2 separate regions of the Athene noctua genome follow, and region 1 is linked to region 2. Evidence: chromatin contacts called from public Hi-C data. All regions are on one chromosome and are shown on one strand. Each heading gives the region's core, a stretch centred on a gene start, on an enhancer-like site or on the middle of the called end of the contact. The rest is flanking DNA. Distances are from core to core; before and after follow the strand shown. Region 1 holds the start of SACM1L (SAC1 like phosphatidylinositide phosphatase). Region 2 holds the start of ZDHHC3 (zDHHC palmitoyltransferase 3).

What was found. A called contact is a pair of places that touch in the nucleus more often than the background predicts.
Region 1: a Hi-C map of heart shows a contact between it and region 2, with 3 times the contacts expected there. The contact joins the promoter of SACM1L here to the promoter of ZDHHC3 in region 2. A contact is called at or near these places in 2 of 2 Hi-C or Micro-C datasets (heart and liver).

What each region holds. Positions count from the first base shown.
Region 1 is chr2:153,235,484-153,241,685 of bAthNoc1.hap1.1, forward strand. SACM1L (SAC1 like phosphatidylinositide phosphatase) reads left to right here and starts at 3,725. Exons shown (of 20, transcript XM_074900701.1): 1 at 3,725-3,921. The coding sequence starts at 3,869. TRNAR-ACG (transfer RNA arginine (anticodon ACG)) reads right to left here and starts at 3,405; the gene lies at 3,333-3,405. LIMD1 (LIM domain containing 1) reads left to right here. Exons shown (of 9, transcript XM_074900700.1): 9 at 1-2,370.
Region 2 is chr2:152,921,450-152,928,284 of bAthNoc1.hap1.1, forward strand. ZDHHC3 (zDHHC palmitoyltransferase 3) reads right to left here and starts at 2,567. Exons shown (of 7, transcript XM_074900693.1): 1 at 2,424-2,567. EXOSC7 (exosome component 7) reads left to right here and starts at 4,930. Exons shown (of 8, transcript XM_074900695.1): 1 at 4,930-5,077; 2 at 6,117-6,218. The coding sequence starts at 5,021.

The sequences.
Region 1 (6,202 bases), core at 2,475-4,974, 320 kb after region 2:
ATGAGTAACTCTAATGCAAATAGTTATTCAAGTGAATTCCCTGAAACTTGCTTTCAGGAACCAGAGCTTAATAGATTTTTTTTGTTCAGGTCATGCTCTTGAATTTCTATCGTTTAGAATACAGAAACTCATTTAAATAGGGACTTTTGCATAAAAGCCGGGGAAATGCCCCAGCTGTAGAAGAAGCAGATATTGTTGTGTAATTTAAAGTGTAAGAAATACCTGTGATCAAAGTGAATTAGGAAACTGCCCTGATGTTAAACATAGGGAACAGCAGTTTCAAACACCGTGGTGAGGAGTATTTGATGAGGTCTGTGGCTTTTCAGCTTCTGAGTTTCATTTGGGGTCTTTCAAAATGTTTTCCCAGTCTTTCAGGGTTTAAATGATTTTTTGTAGATCTTTTTACTACAAAGTGAATACCTCCTTGGTCTGGAAATGGTGGAATTTAATCAGCATCAGGTGTGCTATGGCAGCCTTGAAAGGGGGAAACTGGGCTCATAAGGGCTGGCTGTTTAAAAGAAAAGGTTGTCTTTGGCTGCTGAGAGGAAAAAGTAAATATCTTCCTGTGCTTTCTCCTTGTGCTGATTTTTAGCACTGGGCAAATATTTGGCATCCCTGAATTTCAGTATTTGGGTCTGTTGGTAAGCTCTGCTGGGACCTCCACCTCTCTCTCCCGTGAGTTCACAGCTCTGGGAAGAATTGCAGGCGCACACTTCCTAATGAATTTAGTCCTGTTTTGCACTTCCCTGGAGATTCTACCACTTTATTATTTCAGCAACAGCAAAACCTGGTCCTTGCTTAAAGGAAAATTTACGCATGCTCTCCATCCTTACTTGAACGCTTTGACCTGATCCTCCAAATTACCTGAATGTTAGCCTGCTACTGGTCGATGCAGCAGCATCTTTGTACTCTGTTGCTGTTGCTAAGAAAATCACGTGAAGGACTCCATCCGCATTGAACTTCCAAGTGCACAGGCTGTCCCACTGAAACCAATAAGGCTGCACATGTACATGAAAATCAATGTGTGTGCGTAGGTCGGTGCTGGATCAAGGGCAGAGTGATTTTATTACAGAAGAGACATACCTAAGGATAAATCAGTGGCAGTGTAAAATTTGCCTTGAAATGATCACTGAAATGGACTGCCAATTTTTTGTTCAATAAACAAAAATATGTACTAAAGCAATGGGGGTGCATGGATGAAGAAGGATGTGACTTAGAAAACACAGTAGTTGTATGGAAAAGGGGGCAGGTGATTACAGAGAGCAGGGGAAAAGGTGGCACGGAGAGGATTTGGTTTTGTTTATTGTATTCCTGGATATTTATTAGAGGGGGTATTGAGGGGTAGTGCACCTGTGTATGCTGGTCTGGACCGTGCTTCTCCCATGTTGTCCTCGGCCACGTGCTCTGTGTTTGCTTCTGGGTCAGTGTGTGCTGTCGTGTCCGTGCACATGGACATGTGGGGTGTGCTGCCTGTGAGAGACCTGCCTTTCACATCTCCGTGCCTATGCCAAGTGTTTGTAAATGCATTTTAAGCAACTTTCTGTGCATGAATGTAAGGACAAGTTGACCCAGGCTTCATTGCTGGGGAAGCATCTCTGGAGTCAGTACCCTGCGGGCAGGGAAGGGCTGTGGCTGGATACACGTCCCTTTTCCCCCATCCTCTGAGGCTCAGTGCCTAGTCACTGGGAGAAGCTGGGAGGGGACTTGCCTCTCTCATCGCACAGCATTTGTGTGTTCATTTTTCTTTTCCATTTCTGTGTTCCGTCACTCACTGGCTGCAGTGGCACTAGGTGTAACTTACTGGAGCCAACTGAGCAGACATCTTCCTGCTGTGAGCCCAGAACAACAGCCTGGAACTGCTCACCCACCCTTTTCCTAAGGAGAAGCAAAATTAAACTTTTCTGAGCAATAAAAGTCCTCACCCTCCTTTCTTCTAGGGCAGCCAGAAGCTTGTGTGGCAGTATGCATCAGTAGCCCCCTAAGACAAGATGAAGGATGGGAAGAAACTGTCCCCATGTGAAAATACATGGTGTAGAGCCTCCGAAGGCACCAACCCTTGTCCCCGCGCAGCAGGTCTGCGGTGCATGGCCAGACAGGGACCCGGGTGCTCACGTGCAGGCTGTGGCTTTCTGTATCCAAAAGGCAAACCTAGAGCCTGGTTAACAATACTGAATGGTACTAATTATTTTGTTTATGTTTCCTTCAAAGCTCAACTCCGGGAGAGAGTATTTTAGGATTTGTGCTGGTATAACTAACCTTAGCCACCTGTGAACACAGCCCTCTTTTCTTCTGTGCTGTTAAATATTTATGAAGAATGAAGGCCAGCAGTGGGAGCAAAGCTGTTGGCCTGTTGTGATTAAAGACAATATTGTAAAGCAATGCTCAGTGTCAAGTTTTTCCTAAAATTACAATGATTATAATTGCCCAGAGTCCATGGGGAGGGAGTTGTGCTGTGAAATTATGGTTTTCCAGCCTCTGCCTTCCTCCCGTCCCCGCACATCGGTGGCTGAAGCAGGGACTGGTGGGTGGAATCTCAGTGTAGTTCACTGAGGATTTCCAGTCCTTTGCCAGCAGCTGGTATTTTCTTCAGCCCCATCTGAAGCCGTCCTGGTCTGGCGTCCCTCCAGGGAGTCCCGTGTCCCAGGGTGAGCAGCTGGGGGAGGGATGTGCTACGGGCAGGAGCAGGCTCTGGTCCCAGCATGGGGGTGTTCTTTGCAATGCTGGTGGGGCTGGGTTGCTTAGAGAGATTTGGGGAGAATTTCAGTGTCTCTGGGAGCAGGTGGCCACATGGTGCCCCCACAGACTTCACTTCAGTGACTATGATGCCTCCTGTTTGCAGACAGGGTGCTGAAGTACTGCTGGCCGAGCAGCAGCACGGAGCTATCGGCGAAAATGAAGCAAATAAATAGGAGGATTACCTGTAATTATACTTTGGAGTTCCCCCTCCTCGAGGCAAGAAGCTGCCCAACACCGGGGGATGATACCCAAGGGCCAGATCCAGTGGGAGACTGACCAGTAGGTACCCCAGGTCTGCTCCACGCCAAAACCCTAAACCCCACGGCCCGGACAGGGTGCCCGGGTGGCGACCAGCCTGCCCTGCAGCGGCTGTCCCCGAGGTGGTGCCTGTGGTGGGGGCTGCCAAGGGCATGAGCCTGTAACACCGCCCAACCCCGGGGTGCCTTGGAGGCCGCTGCGCCTGGTGGACCCCCATGTTGGGCCATGAGGGTGGCCGCGCTGGGTCTGTGCAGGAGTGGGGGGGCTGCCTAGGAGCGGAGGGGGTACAGGCAGCACCCTAGGGCTTGGACAGGGGGGGGAGAAAAAAAAAGAGCAGCCGAGCCAGCCAGGAGTCGAACCTAGAATCTTCTGATCCGTAGTCAGACGCGTTATCCATTGCGCCACTGGCCCTGCTCGTTGGTCTTATGCTGCCCACAGGCACTTCACCACAGAGCTCCCGCGGGGGCGTGGCCGCCGGTCGGGGGCAGCCAATCCAACGCGGCCTCCCCGCCGAAGCCCCTCCCAGCAGCCCCTCTGGGACGTGGCTTGCCGGCCCACCGGCGCGCTGGCCAATCCCCACCGGCTTCGTCCGACGGCCTCCGCCTCTCCCGGGGCGGGGTCAGGGCGCGCCGGCTCAGCCAATCGCGGGGCCGGAGAGGCGGCCCCAGGCCCTCCCCCTTCCTCCGTGAGCTGTGCCCCGCCCTGTGGCGCTCGCTCACGCGCCCGAGGAGGAGGTTTGTCCCGCGCGGGGTCCCGTCCCGCAAGGCCGTGGGACGCGTCAGTCTGGCAGGGAGGGAGCGGCCGGGCCGGAGGGGGCCGGAGCGACGCGGAGCGCAGCCGGCGGCGGCGGCCGGAGACAGCCGGAGGGGAACGAATGGCGGCAGCGGCAGGAACGACGGCAGCGGCGGCCTACGCCAGCCTGAAGCTGTGAGTGACCCGCCGGGGGGCGGGGGGGCGCGGCTCTGTCACCTGCCGCCGCCGGCCCTGCCGGAGGGGTGGGGAGGGGCGGGCCGCTGGGGCAGCGGTCGCCTGTCCCCGCTCGTCTCGCCCTCTCCTCGTCTCGCCCTCCCCTCAGGGGCCGGCGGCGTCCCGCCGCGCTCCGGCCAGCCCTGCGGCTGGCGGCGGCTCGCTGCCTCTCTCGGCCGCCGCTGCGCGGGAGCCCCGGCGTCCCGTCCCCGCCCTGGGGCCGCCGCCGGGCTGTGCCGGGCTGGCCCCCTCTGCCTCGCTTCCTGGGTCGGCGCGACCGGCTTGGCCCGAGGCGGCGGCTGCGTGCGGCAGCCCGGGGCGAGAGGGAGGAGGAGGACTTTGGCCGGGGGTTCAGGTCCCTTTCGCCGCCCATCCGGTAGCGCGGCCGCGGGCGGGAGCGCTGCCGCCGTTCGCCCGTCCGTCTCCTTTCCCTCTCGCATACAGAGGAGGGCTCACGCGTGCGGGTCTCCTCCGGTGCCCGCCGTGTCGCGATAGACGAGCTGCGGAGCGGGGCCACCCGGGCTGCCTTCTGCTCTCCCGGTAGTGACTTTCGTAGGAACTCGGGTGCTGATGCTCGTGTGGAGCCCTAGATGTGCCCTGTTACTTGCCAGCAGAAGGTTCCTTAAGCGGGCGTACCCATCAGGCTGTTACGGCACAGTGTGGGGGGGGTTGTGGTATGGTTTCGAGGCCAGTTGATGATTTTGAACTTTTGGCGCTCTCCTGTGTAGTGTCTTCTGTGACTCTTCAAATAAACCCTTCTAACCTACTGGCGTAATTTCTTATATTAAAACAAAGGGAAAGGGGAACGTAACCCTTCGAACTTGTATGTGCCAGATGTTTGCTTGCTGCCTTTTATACAGCAAAAGAAGTTGTGTAAGCGAAACAATACAAAGTTAGAACTGAAGTGGTATTTTCATTATAAGCCCTCACGCTGGCTGGTTGAAACTTCTGAAGAAATGACTCCGAGCATGAGACTCTTCAGGGCTGTCTGAAGCCAACAGTGCAATGTCCTTGTGTGTCCTAAAGGCGTTCCCAGGCTTTCGACCTCTAAGTATTAGCTTGAAACTCTATAATTGAGTTACTGACGCCATTTTCGGGCAGCAGTATCTGAAAGTGATTTTTTTTTTTTTAAGCCTAATTCAACTGTACTTAATGTTCTGCTAAATTTCATTTGGCAGTCATCTTTTGGATTCTGAGCAAACGTACTTAGATCTTATACATCTGAATAGACAGTTTATCATGATGCTGTTAGGTGTTTAAAAATCACTGGGCTTCTTTCCTTATTTTGATTAGGTAGCTATGGGAGGGTACACAGACACTGGAGATAATTGAGTATTACTGAAGAGTAAGATGATCAGTGACAGCTGAAAGACTTATTTGGCACTTTTTGGGTAACAAGAGGAAAAAAACCACAGTATTTGTCTTTCTTTAAGGTGAACTTGTGATGTTTTTGCCTGCAGAGGAGAAAAGGCGAGTTGTATGAGTAGCCGCTGTGTGACTTTTAGTACACAGTTGTTCTTACTGTTTGGTTGTTTGTTTTTGTTTGGTTTTTTTTTTTTTTTAGTAAAAGCACCATTCTGGATACAGGCTAGTAAAGAATTCTCTCATTTAAAGTTTAATCTTAACTAAGAGTATGTTTTGATCATTTTAAACAAGACTGTTTCAAGTGCAGATTAGTATGACATGTAGTTTTATGAATTTTTTTATGAACTTGAAAACAGATTTGTTTTGTGTTCAGAGAAATGGCCTTTTTTCCTGTTATTACACCAAGCTGTGGTAATGCCTGTGGACTTTCTGCCAAGCATTTTAAGATACAGGGCCATAACTTGGGTGATGAGTCAAGCTTACTAGGTTGGCAAGGTCAAAGGAGAATGTTCTCCTGAGAAATCTAGACTAGACTTCAGTTTGGGGATTTAGTGGTAAGCGTGTTTTGGTTTTTTTTAACTGACTATTCGTTCTTACTATGAAAAGGTCAGATTCTGCAATTGTACCTCTTCTGTGTAGTTCAGTTCCTGTATGGAGGAGCTTCACTGATCGTAGTGCTCTGCAGGGTCCCACTCTGTACATGCAATCGCAGGTTCTAGCTCTGAATGCAAACCTCTCTTGTATTTCTCATGTTATCAAACCCTTTGTGCCTTGACCAGTGTCATCGGTCAACTTCAGGTGATACTGGTAAAAACACTGATGTCTCACATATGTGCTACCATTGGAACCAGCTGAGTTACACCAACAGTTACTGGGG
Region 2 (6,835 bases), core at 1,317-3,816:
TGCCTGCTGTCTTCTCTCAGGAAGACAGAAAAACTGCAGAATACTGCCCTAAGAAAAAGGTCACATCTACACTGCAGAAGGACCAGAAAAAACCTTAAGCTCAGTCAATTAACATCTGCAGAGACCGGCTGAGCTACAGCCAAGACATTTTCAGCCTGACACCACTGTGGGTGCCCATCACCTACCCTGTAGTCTCTCTACAGGAGAGAGAACCTATTATAGATGCATGGGAAATGCCCGTATGAGCAAGCTTCATGGCCACACGAGCAAGCTTCCCTGAAACAACGGGTTTAAACTGCATCGACTATGTGACGCTGCTAGCTCCAGTTCTGCTGGAGATGCACAGCAGCCCACCCATCAAAAGTAAATTCACATTAGGTAAGAGATTCACTGAAAGTGAGCTACCATTGCCCAGGCTACACACGTTCTCCTGAAGACTATCAGTTACCCCCCTTTGCTGACACAAAGGAAACTGCCCAGAAAAGATATATAACGACCTGGGCACAGCAGACCTGCATCTGCTGAGGAATGAAGCATTCATCTTCTTGCAACCTGCTCCCAGTAGTTGGATCAAATTGTATTTTTGTCTACTGCCAAACAAGCAATTTCAAACCAGAATATGCACTCTGCCTGTAACTACACCACCTGAAATGAAAAAAACTAAAAAGGAAGCAGAAACATACAAAAAAATACCCAATAGGTATTACATGTTGCAACAGACATTTGAGCTTTTAGCCAGACCTTACATGTGTCCTTTTATAAACCTGTAACCACACAAAACTTCTGGGTCACACCTTCCAAATCTCAATGAGCCTTGTCAGACACAACTTACAACCACAAGCAGCTCCCATTGGTATGACAAACAGTATTGTGTGAGTGAGAGAGCTACACTGACAGTCGTAGTATTTGACAGACCAGATCTTTATTGCACTGGGGGATGCATTTTTAAAGACATGTGAATCAATGTGTGGCTCCCCTTACAATGACTCTTATCACTGAAATGCCTATAACACTACACAAAAGACTTATTTGTTGCTTTCACTAAGCGAAGAAAAACACGGTACTCTCTAAAGCCTTGCTATCTACACCAGCAGGCATGGGAGGTAATGACTCCCAGCACCCGGCCAGTCCCTTCTCTGGGATTCCACCGTATCAAAACGACCACCCAAACGTGGGCTCCTTTCCTACAGATCCGACGTTGCGCACCTCCGCCGTGTCAGGAGTCTGGCACACGATCTCTCGTTCACATGCTGAAAAACATAGCTTTTCTGAATCAGCATCAAAGGAGAGAAATCCAAGCAAGCTCTGGTGTGCACCCGGCATCCCTCGGTGGCATGCAGGCAGCGAGAGGGCACAACAGAGACCAGGCTGCTGCTTCCTCCTCCCCCGGGCCTATGTTTTCTTGAAGACTGTTTTCTAACGAGCCATTACAAGCTCTTCCTTCTTCTTACAAATTACTTTTCGCTAGTACTCCAGTAATACTTAGCAGCTGCTGTTTAAAACCAGCCCGGATTACTTTCTACAACTCCCCACCCGTTTCGACCAAACCCGCCACAGCACAGCGCCATGGTTTCAGCACCGATTCCTCCCGGGGCTCAAGTCGTGACTGCCCTGCGGTGCCCTCAGGGAGCCGCAGTTCGGCGCCGGGTGCCCACGGCCACCTCCGAAGGGTGAGGGTCTGCCCCGCCGGCCGCCGCGTTAGCAGGTTAGAGGCCGCCGTTTCAGCACCGCGATCCCGTAAACGATCACAGGACCCGACGGCATTGCTGCAGGCTCCCAGTTTCAATTTCCTGCCGAGGGGACGCCGCGCTGCTCCGGACGGCCCCGGGAGCAGAGCTCGGTCCCGGACGCGGCCCAGCGTTCCTTAACGTTTCCCCGCGCAGTATTTCAAGCCCGGCGCTGAAAGCCGGCGAAGGCCGACCGGGAGCTCACCTCCCGCCTCCCGCCTCCCGCCCGAAGCCAGCAGCCCCAGGAGACGCACGCCCAGGCGCTGCCCGGGGCCCCGGCGGAGGGAAGCGGGGCACGGAGCGGCCCTTCACCGGCCGCGCCGCGCCACCCCCAGGGCTCCCCGCACTGCCGAGGGGCTGAGCGAGGAAGGATGGGATGGGATGGGATGGGATGGGCCGCTCCGCGACGGCGGCGGCCCGCTCCCGCCCCCTCCGCCACCGCGCACCTGCCCGCACGGGCCGCCCCCCCGCGCTGTCATTACCCACCTACCCCGCAGGCCGCCGCCGCCGCCGGCCCGGCGCGCGCCCCGCCGCCCCCACGCCGCGCGCGCACGCCGCCAACGCCGCCACGCAGCGCCGCGCCGCGCCCCGCCGGCCGAGGCTGCCCCGCGCGCCGCCGTGAGCCCCATCCGCCCCGCGGAGCCCGCGCCCGGCGGCGGCACGGCCCCCCCGCCCGTCCCCGCCGCCGCCCCTTACGCTGGCTCGGCGGGGAGGTGGGGCGGCCGCCGGGAGGAACCAGGAAGTGAGCGGCGGCGGAGAGAGGCAGCGCACCCCCGGCCCGTCCCCGCCCTGCCGCCGGGCGCGGCGCGCGGGGCTCCCCGGCCCACGGGCGGGCACCGGCGCCGCGCCCGGCGGGGCTCGGCGGGGCTCGGCTCGGCTCGGCCCAGCCGCCTGGGTGCCGCAGGGCCCCGTGCGGCCGCGGCGCGCCTCTGCCGAGCGCGCCTATACGTCTCGGGCGTGCGCGGCGGGGCGGGGCGGGGAGGAGGAGGAGGAGGAGGAGGAGGGGAAATGCGGGTTTTGGGAGGAAAAAAGAACCTTTTCAATTTTTTTTTTTTTTTTTTTCTTCCATGGGGAACAGGTGGGCTTCACCGCGCACCTCCGAGCTCCAGAGCAGTCGTTCGGGTGGTTTCGGTTTGCGGGGATCGCGGATCGTGCGGCATCCCCGAGGGCAGAGCGCAGGGCTGCAGGTGTGGTGTCCGCCGGCGGGGCAGCCCCGGGGAAAGTTTTCTCGACGCTCTCCATCCCGAGCCGCCGCTTCCAGCGTCAGGCACGCCGTGCCAGTTTCTGTTTCCCGGTTCCCTCGGGCTGGCTTTATTGCAGCCAACGCGTGTCATCCATTTACCGTAATGAGGTCAGAGGAAGAGACGTTGCTTTGCCCTTGTTAAAAAACCAACCAAACAAAACAAAAAAACAACCCACAACAAACAATTGGCATCTTTTTTGTCTGATAACTTTCATTGTTGCCTTGCGTTGGAGGAGGGAATTTGAATGCAATAAGAAGCGCTCTTTAGAGCGAGGGGATGCCTTCTGCCAGCCGCCAGGAAAAAAGAGCCAGACCTGGCCTGCTCCAGCCTTTGGAAAACCGCTGTCTGTCTGCAAACAAAATTTGCTGTCTGAGCCTCCGGACTGTGCAAAATTTGACTCGCATTAGGCAGATTCTGAGCAAGAATGGCAGAAGGGGTGGAAAAAAAAATAAAAATCACTCTTTCCTTGCAATTAGAACTGTTAGCTGCTGTGAGCTAAGCCACGAGACCGGCAGGACTGGGAGCCAGAATATCTGCCTGTGCTCCCAGAGGGAATCACAGGGTGCACCTGCATTAACGCTTTATTTCAGATCAGGAATTCACTTTTACAAGGGAGTTTCTAATTTCTCCTTGCTATAGTTTGGCTCATGCTGCAGAACATGAGGACACAAAAATGGCACTGCGGGGTCAGATGAAGGGTCTGTCTGTGCTGGGCAGCAGCACGGGCTGATGCTGTGTAGGGAGAACATACAAACCAGGCCCCTTTCCTGTGTGAGCGCTGCCTGGGCCTGGCCCTGCTCACCCCAAGGAACCCACACCCCGTCTTCCAGACCAGTCAGGCTCCACCTGCTGAGAAGCAGTAAGCAATCCCCACACAATCCTGACATGTGGAGACTTGACTCCTTTTGGATGTAGGGAACCCCTGGGATGCATCTGAGCAACGCATCCGCTCTCTGCTCCAAATAATGGTTGTGCCACCTGCTAATGGGAGCGGACCAGCGCTAGCCCAAAGTAAAACCACCAAAACATCTCTCACTCATCAGGTCTGCTCCCGCTGCATCGTGCCACTTGCTCAAATAGGCACAGCCAGAAATGCTCTGTGCATTTGACTGAGCAAGGAGTATTGGAGAGCTAGAAACACCTGGATAAATTCCAGCAGCGTGCTGTGTAACCCTTGTGAGCCATGGGTCAATCTCTCCTAAGCATCAGCATGAAGTCAACAACTTTTAAAATCATTTGAAAATTAGACACAAGCCATGCAAAAAAGTATGAAACTTACATGAAGTTCTTATGCAGCTTCCAATTAAGGCTATCCAAAAAAACCCTTAATTATTAATATAAAGTATGAGATTTAATTGATTTCTCATGCTGTTTTCCCAGGGATATCTGGCACAGGACCAACAGCACTCTCCTAACAAGAGCATTTTGTTTCTTCCCTGCCCCAACCTGGCCTATGCTCCACACCTCGCTCAGACCTTCCTGAGGTAAAAACCTCTGTGCTTCCCCATTTTTCTTGCGGGGTTTATCACGATGCGAGCCTTTCCCGAGCACTGGGGTATTTCCACAGTCTCTTTCAGGAGCTTTTACCCTGGCACCAGGCAGGCAGAGAGCGGGTGCTGCCCCTTTGGTTTACCACAAGCGTCAGCTTCTCGGAGGGGGCGTTTCTCGGGCAGCGGGGTGCTCAGCCGGCACCACCTCCAGAGCGCTACGCCTATCCCCTGCGGGAGCCTTCTGCGGGGAGTTTAAGGGCTGCACACGCCGCTCTGCCCCTAGGAAAGGCGACACGCCGGCCTGAGGCCACGGCTCGGCCCTTCCCGCCGCTCGGGCGCGCGGGAGCGGGGCAGTGCGCAGGCGCGATCCCCGCCCCCAGCGCCGCGCGTCACGCGGGGCGGGGCGGGGCGGGGCGGGGCGGGAGGGGAGGGGAGGGGAGGGGAGGGGAGGGGCGCGCGCCCCGCCCCCCTCTCGCCCTCTGCCCCTGGTGGGGCGGCGGCGGCGCGCGGGCGCCGGAAGCGGAAGAGCGGCCCGGGGTGCGGGCCCGGCGTGCGGGCCATGGCCTCCGTGGTGCTGAGCGAGGCGGAGAAGCTCTACATCGTGCATGGCGTCCAGGTTACGGCGGCGGCAGGCGCCTTGCGGGGAGGTCCCGCTAGCTCGGGGCGGCGGGGAGGTGGCGGCCGAGACATGCGGGCCAGCTCGGGGCGGCCTGGCCCGGCCGCGCCTGGGGCTGGTGGTAGCGTTGGTCTGTGAGGCGTGGGGCAGGGCCCTTCCCCGCCCCCCTGGGCTTGCTCCCTGTGAGCAGGTGTGGGGCGGGGACAGGCTGGGGAGGAGGGAGGGACGGAACTTGAATTTACCTGGTGTCTAGGGGAGAAATCTCTGGGGTAATAATCATCCAGGCACACTGAGAACAGGGCATCAGGACGGAAGGCAGCCTCAGAACAGGGTGTGGGTTTGTTTTTTCATTTCTTGTCCTCCTCTCTCCTCTTGCTTTTTCTCGAATTTTTGCCGTTGTGTAGAGTTTTAGCGTGTCACTAAGCTAAGGAACAGTGAGAGGACCAAGGTGGAGGAGTGAAGGACGTGTGGGCAGAAATGCCAAAGATGAAAGGACTGTACTGTCTGCAAAGTCCAGAAACTGTATTTTACTGCAGAGAAAACCGCTATAGGGATGAGCTGCATAGTATCTGAGAGTACGTAACATCGTTTTTTGAAGCACAAACAGATGAAACCATTGGGAAGGCTGTCAGGTTATTTTTGTCTGCTGCATCCTAATTGTGTATATAAAAGTACAGAATGTGAGTATCCCAAGAAAGACCCGTGTTGTGTTAAGTAATGTTCCTTTTGAAGCCAAGACGTTTACACTTTTGCAGTCTGAAGCTGCCTTTTGGAATGGGAAGGATTTAGTGCAGGAGTTCATGTCTGTCTACAGAGAGCTTGTGGCAAGCTCTAGAGAAATGAGAGGTAAATGGAAAAGCATGGTTGTTTCTGTTGTACTCAAGTGAAAGTTAGCGATGAGACTCTGAGCTTTTGCTTTTATATCCTTTTTACTGTGGTGTTTGGCTTAGGACAAGGAAACTTTAAAATCGCAGATTCTTTTTTTTTTACTTTCCATTGCTGATTCCCTTACACACAATATATTGATTGTCATACTTAGGAGGACCTTCGTGTAGATGGTCGTGGCTGTGAAGACTACAGATGTGCAGAAGTAGAAACAGATGTTGTATCAAACACAAGTGGATCTGCAAGAGTAAAGCTGGTAGGTAAATTTCTTAGGGATTGTGTACCTTGCTGATGAAATTTCTGGTTTATGTGAATAGCTTTAAGAGAAGTTGAGGCTATTTGTAGATGAGTTTCTGTGTGCGTGTAATAACGTGTGTGTGTATAGCACTAGCTGAAACTATGGGTTAAGGAAGTACTGACAGGATACAGAATTTGTTCAGGCTGCCTTAACCTGCTTGAGCTAGATTTACTGTGAAGTACCTGGACAGCCTTCAATCTGAACTAATCTAACATTTAATCTTGAAAATTTATACCACTGTTGTGCCTAATCCCTGGAAAAAAAGATTTCTCCTCCTTTAGAGTGAAGCAAAACTATTTCTGGCACATGTTGACTGTGAAGAAGATAAATATACTGTGCAGTATTATAAAGGTTCTGCAGAAATAGCTGCTTCCAGAACCAAAATGATAGAAATAGTCATGGATGTTAAGAGTGTTGTTTTAACCTGGAGAAAGCTAATATGTATGGTAATTATTTGAAGAATCTTCTTAGGCTTAACATTGTCCTTCTAAAGCCTTTCTTTTTAAAAAAACCCCTAATGTTAGTTTAAGTTCACTCTGATAGAATGATCAGTGCAGATAACTGAAAGGTAGAAA